Regions from separate parts of the Gossypium hirsutum genome. Here region 1 is linked to region 2. Evidence: chromatin contacts called from public Hi-C data. All regions are on one chromosome and are shown on one strand. Each heading gives the region's core, a stretch centred on a gene start, on an enhancer-like site or on the middle of the called end of the contact. The rest is flanking DNA. Distances are from core to core; before and after follow the strand shown.

Region 1 (6,740 bases), core at 1,757-4,256, 130 kb after region 2:
TTTAGCTAAGTTGTAAATTAAAAATTTTACTAATGCAATTTATTTGAGTTCAAATCTCATCCTATGCATCTTTTTATTGATTTTTCTTTAAAATAAAAAGACTAAAATAAGCTCGAATAATATAACTTGTTTTTTATTACGAAAGGGCATGTCCATAATTTTTCTAACCAAGTTGATGTACTGGTTGAGAGTGACACCAACCCTGTCAGGAGCTTAAATAATAGTATAGATATATAAATGACGGAAGTAATAAAGTGTGCATAATAAAATTAAAATGTTAGCTAAGTGGTAATTTAAAAGTTTTTTAATGCAATTTATTTAAGTTTAAATCTCGTTATATGTATCTTTTTTTATTTTTTAAATAAAAAACTAAAACACCCTCAAATGATATATCTTATTTTAATTATGAAAAGAGATTCATATTTTCTTAATCAAATTAATAATTCAATTTAAATGAATATTACTTGAAGAAAAAAGAAAGGGTGGTTATGATATAAACAAGGATAGCAATAGTAGTTGTGATTTTAGCTGATTTATATAATTATTTAGAAATGATTTCATCATTGAAATGGGGGAATATCTTTGTACTAATAGGCATAAAAACCAAAAGTAGATATTTGAAAGGTATGAGTAAAGAAGTGACGATTAAGGTCTATTTAGCAGTGCTTAAAAAAAATACTTCTAGCCTCAAAAGTATTTTTAGAAGAAAAATTATGTTAAATAAACTGTTTTTGACTGAAATTTTTTACTTTTCAGAAGTATTTTTGAAAAGTATTTCTAAAAAGGAGAAGCTAAAATTTTTTTGTTTTTCTCTTCCAAAAGCACTTTTAGTGCTTAATTACTTTTTCACTCCTCCAATAACATAGTACTTTCCCCTTTTTTGTGCTTAATTACAAATATGTTAAATTTATTAATTAAAAATAAAAAATATATTTTTTAAAATACTAATTACAAATATTTAATGGTTATATTTAAATATTTAAAATATAGTTTATAGATTCTTATTAAATTTTATAAATAATTAATATTTATTTCTTAAAAATCTTTAAAATTTATATTTCATATATTAAAATATTATCAAGTTATAATAATTTTTTTATATTCTTACTAAAATATAATAATAATTATTTAAATGCATATTTGTTACTTGATAATAACATGTCTAAAATGGACATTTTATTTCTCAAAAGCACTTTTTTACAACAATACTAAACACTCAAATTTTAAACTAAACTTTTTAAAAGCACTTTTCAAAAATATTATCAAACTAGCCGTAAACATACCCACAAGAATTGTCATCTCGAATACAGGTAGAGGGCATATCAATCATATGCTTAATGTGAGTCATTGTCCAATGCTCCCACTCAAAATAACTTGCAAATTTAAATCATACTCTTTTAATTAAAAATACACACATCACCACCATTCTATATTATTTTTTTATTTTTTTATTTTTTTTAAATTTGACTACTTAAAAAAGTGCAACCTTTTCATATTGATATACAAATATAAATATGATTTTTTTCCTATTAAAACCATATTTAATATTTTAAAAATTATAAATATATAGGTTTTTAAAATAATAAAATTATATTTTTATTGTTGTAAAAATATTATTTAATTCCGACCCTTAAAATTTTTTTGAGTTTGTCTCTAATTTTATTTGTACTTATATTTTAAAAAACATATTATTGCATGTATAATATAATATTAACTTGTTATTTTAATATAAGACAAAAAGAAATTCACATCATTTAGTTCATGATTTTAATCGTTTGAGTCATGATTAAAATTTTAAAATTCAAAATGAGAACATGATTTAAAGCCACTATAATTTCACATATCCCTATTCCTTTCTAATAGGAGAATGATAAATTAGATTTTTTCCTCATAATTTTTAACTTTTTTCTCATGTAACACTACTAAAAATCAGGAAGAAAAATTCGATTTGTCATTCTTCTATTGAAAAATGATAGAGATAATATGAAATTACAATTTTATACAATTCTTTCTCTAACTATAAAATTATCAGTGAAAATTGATTTAACATATTTATTTATTATTATTTGGGTCATTCAATTCAATAATTTATAGAAGGTTATTAAGAAAATAAAAAAAAAACCCGGAAAAGCGGAGCGTAATTGAAGCTATATTTGTAATAAACAGGAGTCTGAATGGAAGCGTTAAATTGCGAGATACAGTCTCCCCCAGAACTGCTCCCAATGAATGTGAGAGGGAGGATCACGTCTCAATTTGTCTCACCTTCATTGTCTAGGATAAACCAATACTTACTCCTTTATTTTCTCAACTTTTTCCACAAGCTTTGATCTTCTTTTTTTTTTAATTTAGATTATTTCATATCATTACTTAAAAAATTAAAAAATATTATATATATCTTTTTTTGTGATAGTATGACATAATATTAAAGAATCACATCATCATACTTGATGAAATCTAAATTCAATGATTAACTTTTAAAAAATTATCAAGTTTCAATATTAATATAGGCTAAGAAAAAGTTTAGGGACAAAAAGAAAAAAACACTACAAAGTTTAAGGATCCAACCGTGAGTGAATAAAGTAGACATTCGCAAACTATAACCCTTATTTTAAATTTATCTCTAAACTTCAAAATATTTTAATTACATCCTAAATTATGGTCCTCATTTTAAATTTGTCCTTAAACTTTAAAATATTCTAATTGCATTCCTAAGTTATTGATGTTATGTCAATCAAGTCCTTTGATTATTAAAACTGAAAGTTTAACTATTAAATGACATGTAAAATTTTAAGTAACATAATTTAAAATGAAAACTTTAAAAAACAGTAAAATTTTGCTGTATATTAAAAATAAAATATAACCGAAAAAGATGAATGATAATTTATGTAAAAACTTTAAAAACTTTAAAATTAATAATAAATTATGTCGCATAAAATTTAATATTTTATTTAAGGATTAAATTAATAAATTTGAAGATATAAATAGAATATTTTAAAGATGAAAAGCATATCATAACATTGTCTGTCTAGAATGATGGATTAGAATAGAGGCAAAAAGGATAGGGACACAATCACTATCAGCCAGCGTATCGCGTATTATATTCTAGTTGGGGTCTTCCTTCCCTTCCCTTCTTCTAAGCATAAGTTTAACACGCTTACGCCTTACGCCATACGCATTTGCCCGCACGTTGTTTTGTGCTCTGTGTTTCTCAATAAATTCCTTATTCCTACAAAACCCCCAAAATTAAAGAAGGATCAAACCGACCCTTTGCAATTCCAAGACACAAGAACCAAGAGACATACCACGATGGCAACAACGACGGAGAAGCAAGCCATGGTTGTTGGAATCGACGACAGCGAGCACAGTACGTACGCGCTGCAGTGGATCCTCGATCACTTCTTTGCTCCTTTCGCTTCCAATCCTCCTTTCAAGCTCGTCATCGTTCATGCCAAGCCTACTGCTTCTTCTGCTGTTGGTCTCGCCGGACCTGGTTTGAATTTACCCTCCTTTTTTCTTTTGGTTCAAGTACCGTGTGTTTTAGCTTTCTTATGGAGGTATAATTATTGTAGGAGCTGCTGATGTATTGCCCTATGTGGATGCGGATTTGAGGAAGATCGCTGCCAGGGTTGTTGAGAAAGCCAAGGAACTCTGCCTTAGCAAATCGGTATTCATCAGCTACTTGTTTTACTTTTGTAGCCTAATTAAAGAAGGGTATTAGCATCCAATCTAATGGTTTTTTGGTTTCGGTGCAGGTACATGATGCCGTAGTTGAAGTGGTGGAAGGTGATGCAAGGAATGTTCTCTGTGACGCTGTAGAAAAACACCATGCCTCCGTTCTCGCTGTTGGTAGCCATGGTTATGGAGCTATAAAGAGGTATTAAAACCTATGTCTGATCTCTTTTTAAGTTTTTAGATGAACATTGGGAATTTTTTACTCTTTGATTTACTGTGGCTTGTTCATTAAGTTTCTAATCACTAAAAAATGGATCATTACTTCCACAAGAAAAAATCGATGGTTTATTTTGGTTCTATGGGGATGAGTTCTCAAATAATGTTAATGCATCTGTATAGAACATCTTCTCCTTTCTAGTTTTTTGGGTTGAGTGGGTTTGCCCCTTTTCCCCTCTTCCCTTTTTTAGGGTTAGACCTAACCCATAGACCTCATCTACAATATGATATATATCATCTATATATGTATAAGTAGGCTTGCCAGTTTTGATCCAAATCCAAAAACCCGATCCGATCAATCCAAATCCGAACCCAACCCAATGCTACTTGACTGTAAAAAGTCAATGATCTGACCCTGCCTAACTCAAAACCAAAAATATCAAAACCTGAAATGACCTGGACAAGTAATTCGAAATGACATAACCCAAGGTGCGCAGAAACTAGGCTTACTAACCTGAAATGTTCCAACCCTAAAATGACATGTAAGTGGCATGAAAATTTTGAAATCAGAATTGATCTGATTCAAAACCAACCCGATCTTATTTGACATTCGGCGGTAGCTCTGCTATTTGATATTTTGCAGATTATAAGCTGGTTTTTTTCTCAATATTATAGCTCCTGTTATAGAACCTTTCATTTTTCATATGTTGTGATGAATAAGCACTGAAAAAGAAATTGCCAAACTTTCAACAATTTAAGAATGACCTTATTTCGGTCCCGCTTTTAACAAATGATCATATATTGTATTACAGGGCTGTTCTTGGCAGTGTGAGTGATTATTGTTCTCACCATGCTCATTGCTCTGTGATGATTGTGAAGAAGCCGAAGATCAAACATTAATCTCAGCAATAAAATTGAACAAACAACTGGGGTTGCTGCATATTTTTAGTCGCCTAATAACACTATGGTGTTGCACACTGGGACTGTAATACCAATCATGCTGAATATTAGATATTGGTGTAAATAAGCAGAGTTTACACGATTCTTATGTCTTAATGTTTTTTAATTAGCTTGTACAAGTATTATTGGAATATTCTATACTTAAATCTATCATGCGAGTGTTGAAATAGTTTTTGGTAGCCCGGAAATCAGGGTTTGTTTTTGGTAGTATTGCAGATGATGATCTTACATATGAACTTTGAACTGCTATGGATATATTTTAATATATGGACTTATTTTGGTACCATTATTTATGATTACTTTGGGTGTTTCTTTAGTTTATAAAATTAGATATTTTTTCTTCTTTTTGGAAAATGGAAATTATTGAGAAGTTTTTATTTTGATTAGGTGTAGCCATTATGTGGGCCCATCAGAAACCATAGTTTGATTCAATGGAATACCTATTATGGGTTTATTCCATTACAACCCAATTTTGTGTTTAAGCATGGAAAGTGGGCATTTCTATTCCGTTTCTTTTTCACTGACCCTCCCATTTTCTCACGTAAAAAAAAGTTCTCACTCAGCCCGATCTCAGTCACGACCTCTCTTGCTTCCTTCGTCTCTAGCCAGTAACAGTCCTCCCCAGGTAAACCTTTCGATTATTCCTTTCGATTTTCTTTCTGCCTCTTTTAGTAACCCTAACAAGACTGGTTCAAAGTCTTGAAATTGGAAATGGCAAATCTATGTTTTGCCAAAAGGGTTATCTCTGTCTCCATCTAAATCTCTAATCTTTCAAAATTTTCCCCAGATTTGCAGTCGATTCATCTGCCTGTACTTATCTCTTCTCCCATTTTGATTTCTTTCTTTTATGATTTTTTTTTTGTGTCTGTTTGTTTGTCTTTCCATTTCTTTCTTCTCTTTTTAATCTATGGAATTAAGTAACATCTAATCACAACTAGTTTGTTCTTCTTCTTTTCCCACATCTTATACTTCTAAACAAAGCTCCTTTCCCTTGCATGCTATGGCCAGCTTTCTTCGAAATATTTCATCTCTTAAACGTTCTCTCTTCGCTCCACAGGTTTTAAAAACCTTACCCTTTTCTTTATTTTCTTCCATAACTTCATATCCTTTGTTTTTCTCATGTTTAATCTGATTGTCTTGCACTATGTTCATTTTTTTATATTAAAAAAATGTAGTTTAGTAACAGTAGAAATATATATATATATATGAAACCGTGAATCAACTTTTTTTTTCTTTCTTTTTTTCCTTTTTGCAGGTTTGTGGGGGAGGGGTGTTAAGGTCATCTTCTCGGCCGTGTAACTTTTCTTCTAAAGGTAACTGAAATTCCATTGGAAAGCTTCAATTTGAATGTCGGTGCTCAAATATTGTTATTTGGGTATCTAGTATTCTAATTCTATGTTTGGTTAAATCACGTTTTGGTTTTTGAGTAGTATTTTTATTCAAGTAATCATCTGAATGTGATTGTAGAAGAGTGCTTTGTCATGGGATTTTTATTAGATTAATAAATGTTTGAATTCTATAATGATATTTAATTGAAACAAGTCAATTGTACTGTAAAGCGTAGTGCTTAATGTAGTGTCATCTTTTATCCAACAATAAAAATCATAAATTCATGTCATCTAAAAGATGGAGTTCTTTGGTCATTTTTCTTGAACTGGATTCATTTGAGTTAAAAAGTGAAATCTAATACTTTTTTTTGAATAAATGAAATATGATACTTTCTTGTGTTCGGTTATTTCTTTGTTTGTGTCCTATTGAAAGTAGAAAGAAATCCAAGTCAGATTCAAGTGATTCGTGTGATGAGAATATGTCCAAAAAATTATTAATTAGGCCATTTTTGTTGAATATAAGTATTAACCAAAAGAAAAGAAGGTGCATTAATGAAATTTACT
Region 2 (6,900 bases), core at 394-2,893:
AACAAATTTAACCCTCTAATGTTTACATATTCTATCAATTTGATCATAAATATAAAAAAATCAATAAATTTAGCTCTCAATGTTTACAAAATTTGCCATTTTAGTTCAAATTCTAAAAATATCAATCAATTTAGCCTTCAACATTTATACAATTTTAAAAAAAAAATTATAAATACAATATCAGGTCCAAATCAATGAAAAAGAAAATACAAAATTGGCTCACCAATTAAACTAGCACAAAATTTAAAGATCCAAAAAAGAAAATTTTGCAGAAAGTGTCATTTCTCCAAAATTTAAAGATTTAAACATTACCTGCCATGATCAGAAGTGAGCACAAGCTTGGGTAAATTGCCTTCTCCTTATGTTACTTTGACCCCAAAGCAACAACATCCTGATTTGAAACTGTAACAGCCATGCTTGAGTATTTGCAGAAGAACATGAAGCAATTGGATTCTAAGTTTTGTGAGCTATTCTAATACAAGGGTTAGAACTGCACATTGCTAACTTAAAATTCTTTAAAAATCAAAATTTGTTATTTTGTAAATGCTAAAAGCTAGATTTATTGAATTTTTTTAGAATTTGAACTAAAATAACAATTTTTGTAAATATTAGGGCTAAATTTATTGATTTTGTTATATTTAGGATCAAATTGATAGAATATGTAAATATTAAAGGATTAAATTTGTTATTAAACCAATAAGAAAAGCTCACGTCAACACTTCGTCACTTATCAAGCGGCGGTTAACGTTAACTAAAATATTTGATTTTTTATATTTTAGTGACCAAAATAAAACACAGGCAATACTTTAATGACTATTTCTATACTTTACCCTTCTTTATATTGAATGAACCAAATTATTATCGAGGGTTAAAAAAATTAAAAAATGGGATGATTAAAATAGCTTTCAAAAGTTGTGACTGATGATTAAGATTAATGGTGGGTTTGGATAGACAATACGTTTATTTGTAATTAATATAAAAATAATAATAATAATGAGATTAAATACTATAGCGTGAGACAAAAAATAAATTAAACGCATCACACCGTTCATCCAAAGTTACTCTAATTTTATTTAATTAAAAGAAAGTCAAATAGAGTATGACATAAGTATGACAAATGACACATTTTCCTGAACTTTATTTCTCAAACCTTTTTTACCGATATCTAGCAAGTGTTTAAATTCCACGAAATGAACGAATTTGTGTTTTTTTTAAAGGCAATAAATGTAAATGTGAACACTGTTAACACTGACAGCTAGGCAGGCCACTCCAAGCCAGCATTGCCATACACTCGTAACCAAACAACCCACTTCACATCTTCCTAAGAAATTAGAAATCATAACGTCCCCCTTTATTTAAAAATATTCATAACGTCCTAACATAAAATTCTAATATTTAACATTATTATTATACAATTATAATAAATATTATTATTTTATAAAATATTTTTAAATAATATTTAATTGATAAAAATTATATTTAGGTTTTTTTAAAAATTCCTTATAACAATTTAATTAGTACATGAATTTTATTTTATAGAAGTATGAATTATGAGTTTAATTATATAAATAATAGGTGTGAAAGAGACATTAATAAAAGAAAAAAGATAAATAAATAATAGGTTAAATTGCAGAGGGAAACTTAATAACTGACCTTTGCGCAATTCTTCACTTTCTGTTTTTTTTCCTCTTCTCTGTTGCTGATTCTCATTCTCTCCTATTTGTTTTATTGTTTGGCAACGCAAGACCCGAACCAGAAGGTGGTTAATTTTTGCAAATTAGAGAAAACCCAGAGAGGAAAAACCTCCTCCAAACCCTTCCTTTTTTCCATCCTTTGACATTGATATGGTCGAGACGCGACGGAGCTCTTCCTCTTCCAAACGCCCCCTTTCCTCTCCCCCTCCCACTTCTTCTAAACGATCCAAGGTCTTTTCTTTCTTATTCCTTATGGTTTTTACTTTGCATGTCTGTCCTGATACGTTCTCTTTAGATTTGAATTCCAGACTGATAGGCTTTTCTTTTTTTCTTTTTTTTCCCTTTAGGCATCTGAGCCGGCTTTGTCGTCCAACAATGGAGCTGCGGTTTCTGGACCAGTTAACGAAACCTTAGGTCCACCTAAGGAATCCGGGTCGGGCTCACGGGTAATGGAGCTCCGATCCTCTGATCTACGGGTGTCCGATGCGGCTAAGGCCGTTGATGCGTCTCCCATCGATAAGCCTGCCGTTGCTGATCTGGAGAACGGTACTTTGGTGGCTCCGCGGTCCTCAGGTGCCATCCGAATTGATCTTTCATTTTGGTTTGTGAGGTTCTATTTTTTTTTGGGGTTTTGATGTGGGGGATTATTTTGGTTAATTAGGAGAAGCTGCTGTAGATGCGGATAAAGTGGAGACGGTTGCTGCAGGGCTTACTGGTCGGGCTAAGAACAGGCCAATTAAGCCTGCTAAGTTAGGTTCTAAATTCCCGTGGGGAAAGCTTCTTTCCCAGCATTCTCAAGTATGTTTTCTGAATTGACATTCTTTTTAATTATGAGCTGGTTTTTGGTTCCTGGTCCCTTTGTTTAATCGTGTTCAGTTAGAACTGCCTATTGAAATCCTTCTTCTTTTAGCCAATAAATGAAGTGAAGAAAATGTGTTTTGTCCATGAACTATTTATGGCAAACGGATTTTAAAACTTTGTGCAGTTGAATTTTGGATGGAACAAGGAAATATTACTGTATAATTTGCTGGTAAAATGATGATTTGGTTCCAATCATTGAGTGGAATCTTGGAGTTCATCATGATTTAAATCCTAACTTAAGAGAGTCAATTTGGTAGGAAAATTACTTTTAGGCTGCCTCAGAGAGTCAGCTTTCTGTTGTAGTGAGGTCTAACCTCAGTAGTCATGGTAAGGTATTCTGTTGTTGAATTTCCTTAAGGGAGGATCTTCCATCAAGCCACAAACCAATCAGCCTCTTTATATTGGTTTTAATACTTATGGTTGTCTTCATGCTAAACTGATGTGCTTCCACTTCTTATTAATGTTCATATCATCCAGAATCCTCACTTAGTCATGTGTGGCACACCATTCACCGTTGGACAAAGCCATCAGTGCAACTTATGTCTTAAGGATCACAATATTAGCGCTGTTTTGTGCAAAGTGAAGCACATAGAGGTATGGATCTTTACATAATTATTTCTTAACCTTTTCGTTGTACTTTTTATTGTGTTTATGGGAGTGCTGAATTTCTATTTCCCGATGTAGAGAGATAGAACTTCCATTGCCTTGCTAGAAATTACAGGAGGAAAAGGTTCTGTCCAGGTTAACGGTAGGACTTACCGTAAAAATTCTAGTTTGATCCTAAATGCTGGAGATGAATTAATTTTCACTAGTACTGGGGATCATGCTTATGTATCCTTTTCCTTCAACATGGCTTAACACATTTTTACAGATATGTTATTCCTCTGCCTCCCAAATGAAAGTCTATGTGGCTCCACTTTCATGTGTGTTCCATAATTGAACTTTGATGCTATATGATATTTCTCCCATCTAATAGATGCTTTAATTCCTTGACGGTTACTTAGATTTTTCAGCAGCTTACCAATGATAACTTAGCAGCCCCAGGCTTACCTTCTTCTCTAAGCATTTTAGAAGCCCAGACTGCTCCTATAAAAGGTATTATTGAGGCACGACCAGGGGAACCATCTGCTGTTGCTGGGGCAGCAACAATATTGGCTTCTTTGTCAACAAAAGAAAATTCTGAGATGTCCACTCTACCTTCTGGTTGTGAGGTGTCAGATGACTGTGTTCCAGAAGTTGACATGAAGGACAGTGCTAGTAACACTGATCCAGCAACTGCTTCTTCAAGGGAGAAAACTGTTCCTTTTGTACCGGACGCTGCTAATGAAAACCCAAATCGTGATAGACTTGGATTAGATGATAGTATGGATGCTGACAATACGAAGATCCCAGGGGCAGGTTACTCTTTAAGGCCATTATTGCATATCCTTGCTGGTACTTCTACTGACTTTGATTTTAGTGGTAGTATTGCCAAAATTCTAGACGAGCAAAGGGAAATTAGAGAGATGCTTAAGGAATTTGAACCTCCTTCGGGTTTGGTATCAACCAAGCGACAAGCATTTAAAGATAGTTTACAAGACAGCATTCTCAATCCAGACAATATAGACCTCTCTTTTGAAAATTTTCCGTATTATTTGAGGTAAATCTGGTGCTTTCTGCTCTTATTTGATGTTGCACTTTTATTTTATATTTTTTGATGATTCCTTGTTTCTATGTTTTGGGAAAACAATTTTGAATTATTGCTTTTACTTAATTTTCTATCAACATTTCCACAAAATTGCAAGTCCATGTATTATTTATGCAGTGAAAGTTGTACTGAGTTAACTGCCTATATTAGTGGATTTTTGGAGCATTGGTGAAATTTAGTTAATTTTACTTGAAACTTCCATTGTGACAGTGATACAACAAAGAATGTTTTGATAGCCTCAACCTATGTGCATTTGAAGTGTAGTAAATTTGCGAAGTATGCCTCAGACCTTCCTACCATGAGTCCTCGTATATTGTTATCTGGTCCTGCAGGTTTGGTTGCTGTTTTCTGTTTTTCCATTTAAATATTGTTGGACGTTCTAATTCCTGATGAGAGTACTTTGCTATGTATAGGCTCAGAAATATATCAGGAGACATTGGTTAAGGCACTTGCAAAACATTTTGGTGCTAGATTGCTAATTGTCGATTCTCTTCTGTTGCCTGGAGTATGCTTCTTTCACTCCTCAACTTGTTTTGATTTTTTACCCCAATTGCATGTTAAGAATGCCAGATTGGTTTGAAATTGCAGTTTTTTCTTTGTACTTAATTTTATCTGTATCATTCCTTTGGAAATTTTGTGCCTATGGTTATTCTCCAATATTCTATGGATCAGGGGAATTTTTTGGAGTCTATAATTATGGTTCGACATTAGAACTCTTGCATCACCAAGCATGTAAAACACTAAAGTTCCTTTTCAATTTGAAAGCAAGTTGTGTCAAATTCTTGATGAATGTTCCTTAGAAAAGTTGTGTTTTAAATGTTGCTTGAGCTAGGTATTTGTTTGAGTCCTTTTTACTTTCTTGTGGTTGCAAAAGTTTCTTTCTTGTTTACTTTCTCAGTTTCTAAATGTCTGAATATTTTTGTGGCATCTTATGTTCTATTATTTTCCTTCCCGATATAACCAGGGATCAACATCAAAAGATGTTGATGCTGTGAAAGAAACTTCAAGGGCTGAAAACGTAACTGTATTCGCCAAAAGAGCTGCACACCCTGCTGCTTTGCCGCAGAAGAGACCAACTTCTAGTGTTGAAGCTGATATAACTGGTGGTTCTTCACTGAGCTCCCAAGCTTTGCCAAAGCAGGAAGTATCTACTGCAACATCTAAAAACTATACATTTAAGAAAGGTATGGCATTTCTTTGGAATGATACTGGGGAGTTGGCTTTGTTATTTTATTATGCCTTAGCTTCCTAAACTGTTAATTTGTTGATGGAACATCACCTACTTCTAAATGAAATTTATTTGAAAATTTTAGGTGATAGGGTTAAGTTTGTAGGTTCCGCATCGCCGTCTGGATTTTCTTCTCTAGAACCTGCTTTAAGGTATATTTGTGTCATCTTTATATCCTACAGCTTTGATTTGCCAGGGTCAGTTTTCCCTTTAATAGCAAGTACACATGTAATTTCTCTAGGGCCAAACTTCATGAATGCATTCATTATGTTCTGCAAAAGGTTGAGTAGTTCTTGTGTGTAGGGGACCGATGATTGGTTTTCGGGGCAAAGTAGTCCTTGCATTTGAAGAAAATGGTTCCTCAAAAATTGGGGTCAGGTTTGACAGATCTGTTCCAGAAGGAAATGATCTTGGTGGGCTTTGTGAAGAAGATCATGGGTTCTTCTGTTCTGGTGAGCTCTTTAGCTCATTTCTTGCATCGATTTAATTATGAGTCATTGTTGACTTGTATCCTTCTTACCCGTTGTGTTTTCACTCTATAGCCAGCTCACTTCGCTTGGAGTGTTCTGGAGGTGACGATGTTGACAAGCTGGCTGTTAATGAACTTTTTGAGGTACATGTCATTGATTAATTACTGCAGAGCATTGGTTTACCATGCTCATATTTTAAAGTATTTATTTCTGAATTGTCTCACTTCTACAGGTTACATTGAATGAAAGCAAAAGCGGTCCATTGATATTGTTTGTGAAAGACATAGAGAAGTCTGTGGCTGGAAATACAGATGTGTATGCTTCCTTGAAGAGTAAGGTTGAGAATTTGCCCGCGAATGTTGTAGTAATTGGTTCTCACACCCAGATGGATAGTCGTAAGGAAAAAGTAAGGAACATAATTTTTTTTGTTCAGCTCTGCTTTTTCTTTGATGATGTATGAAGCATCTTTAAGTGTTCAATTTTGCAATTTTTTGTTTCTGCAGTCTCATCCTGGTGGCCTTTTGTTCACAAAGTTTGGAGTCAACCAGACTGCTTTACTTGATCTTGCATTTCCGGTATGTCAAGAACCGAGAATTTTTCTTTTGCCTTGTATTTCTTTTCCAACTGTCTTAGTGATCTCTAACTCTCTACATGTGTTGACCTTCAGTATGAGCATGTTTGATTATATGTTTACTTTTCTAGGTTTATACTTTGAATTTGAATGCTCTGAGTTTTTCTGAAACTTTGACATGACTGCCATCTAAAAACATTTAGATATTTCCTCACTTGAATTTACTATGATTCATCGCACACCTAGCTACTATTATAATGGGTAGTTTTTCCAGTTTTATTACCTAGGTAACTGTTCCTAGAGAGTGTCCTATGTGTTGCACTAACTTCCTTAGTAGCTATTTGGTAGTTGCCTATTTTTCTCGCTTTGTAATTATAACAACACACCTA

The links. A called contact is a pair of places that touch in the nucleus more often than the background predicts.
Region 1: a contact with region 2 is called in a Hi-C map of hypocotyl, with 2.9 times the contacts expected there. The contact joins the promoter of LOC107913593 here to the promoter of LOC107913533 in region 2. A contact is called at or near these places in 5 of 34 Hi-C or Micro-C datasets (hypocotyl, leaf and petal).

Annotation. Positions count from the first base shown.
Region 1 is chrD08:12,680,586-12,687,325 of Gossypium_hirsutum_v2.1, forward strand. LOC107913593 (universal stress protein PHOS34) reads left to right here and starts at 3,007. Exons shown (of 4, transcript XM_016842231.2): 1 at 3,007-3,490; 2 at 3,570-3,664; 3 at 3,753-3,874; 4 at 4,701-5,017. The coding sequence starts at 3,307. The coding sequence ends at 4,788. LOC107913597 reads left to right here and starts at 5,021. Exons shown (of 3, transcript XM_016842246.2): 1 at 5,021-5,473; 2 at 6,104-6,161. The coding sequence starts at 5,294.
Region 2 is chrD08:12,553,333-12,560,232 of Gossypium_hirsutum_v2.1, forward strand. LOC107913533 reads left to right here and starts at 1,644. Exons shown (of 28, transcript XM_016842172.2): 1 at 1,644-1,925; 2 at 2,042-2,267; 3 at 2,356-2,492; 4 at 3,033-3,149; 5 at 3,240-3,386; 6 at 3,560-4,194; 7 at 4,453-4,574; 8 at 4,656-4,747; 9 at 5,207-5,426; 10 at 5,556-5,622; 11 at 5,774-5,922; 12 at 6,013-6,083; 13 at 6,173-6,346; 14 at 6,444-6,515. The coding sequence starts at 1,845.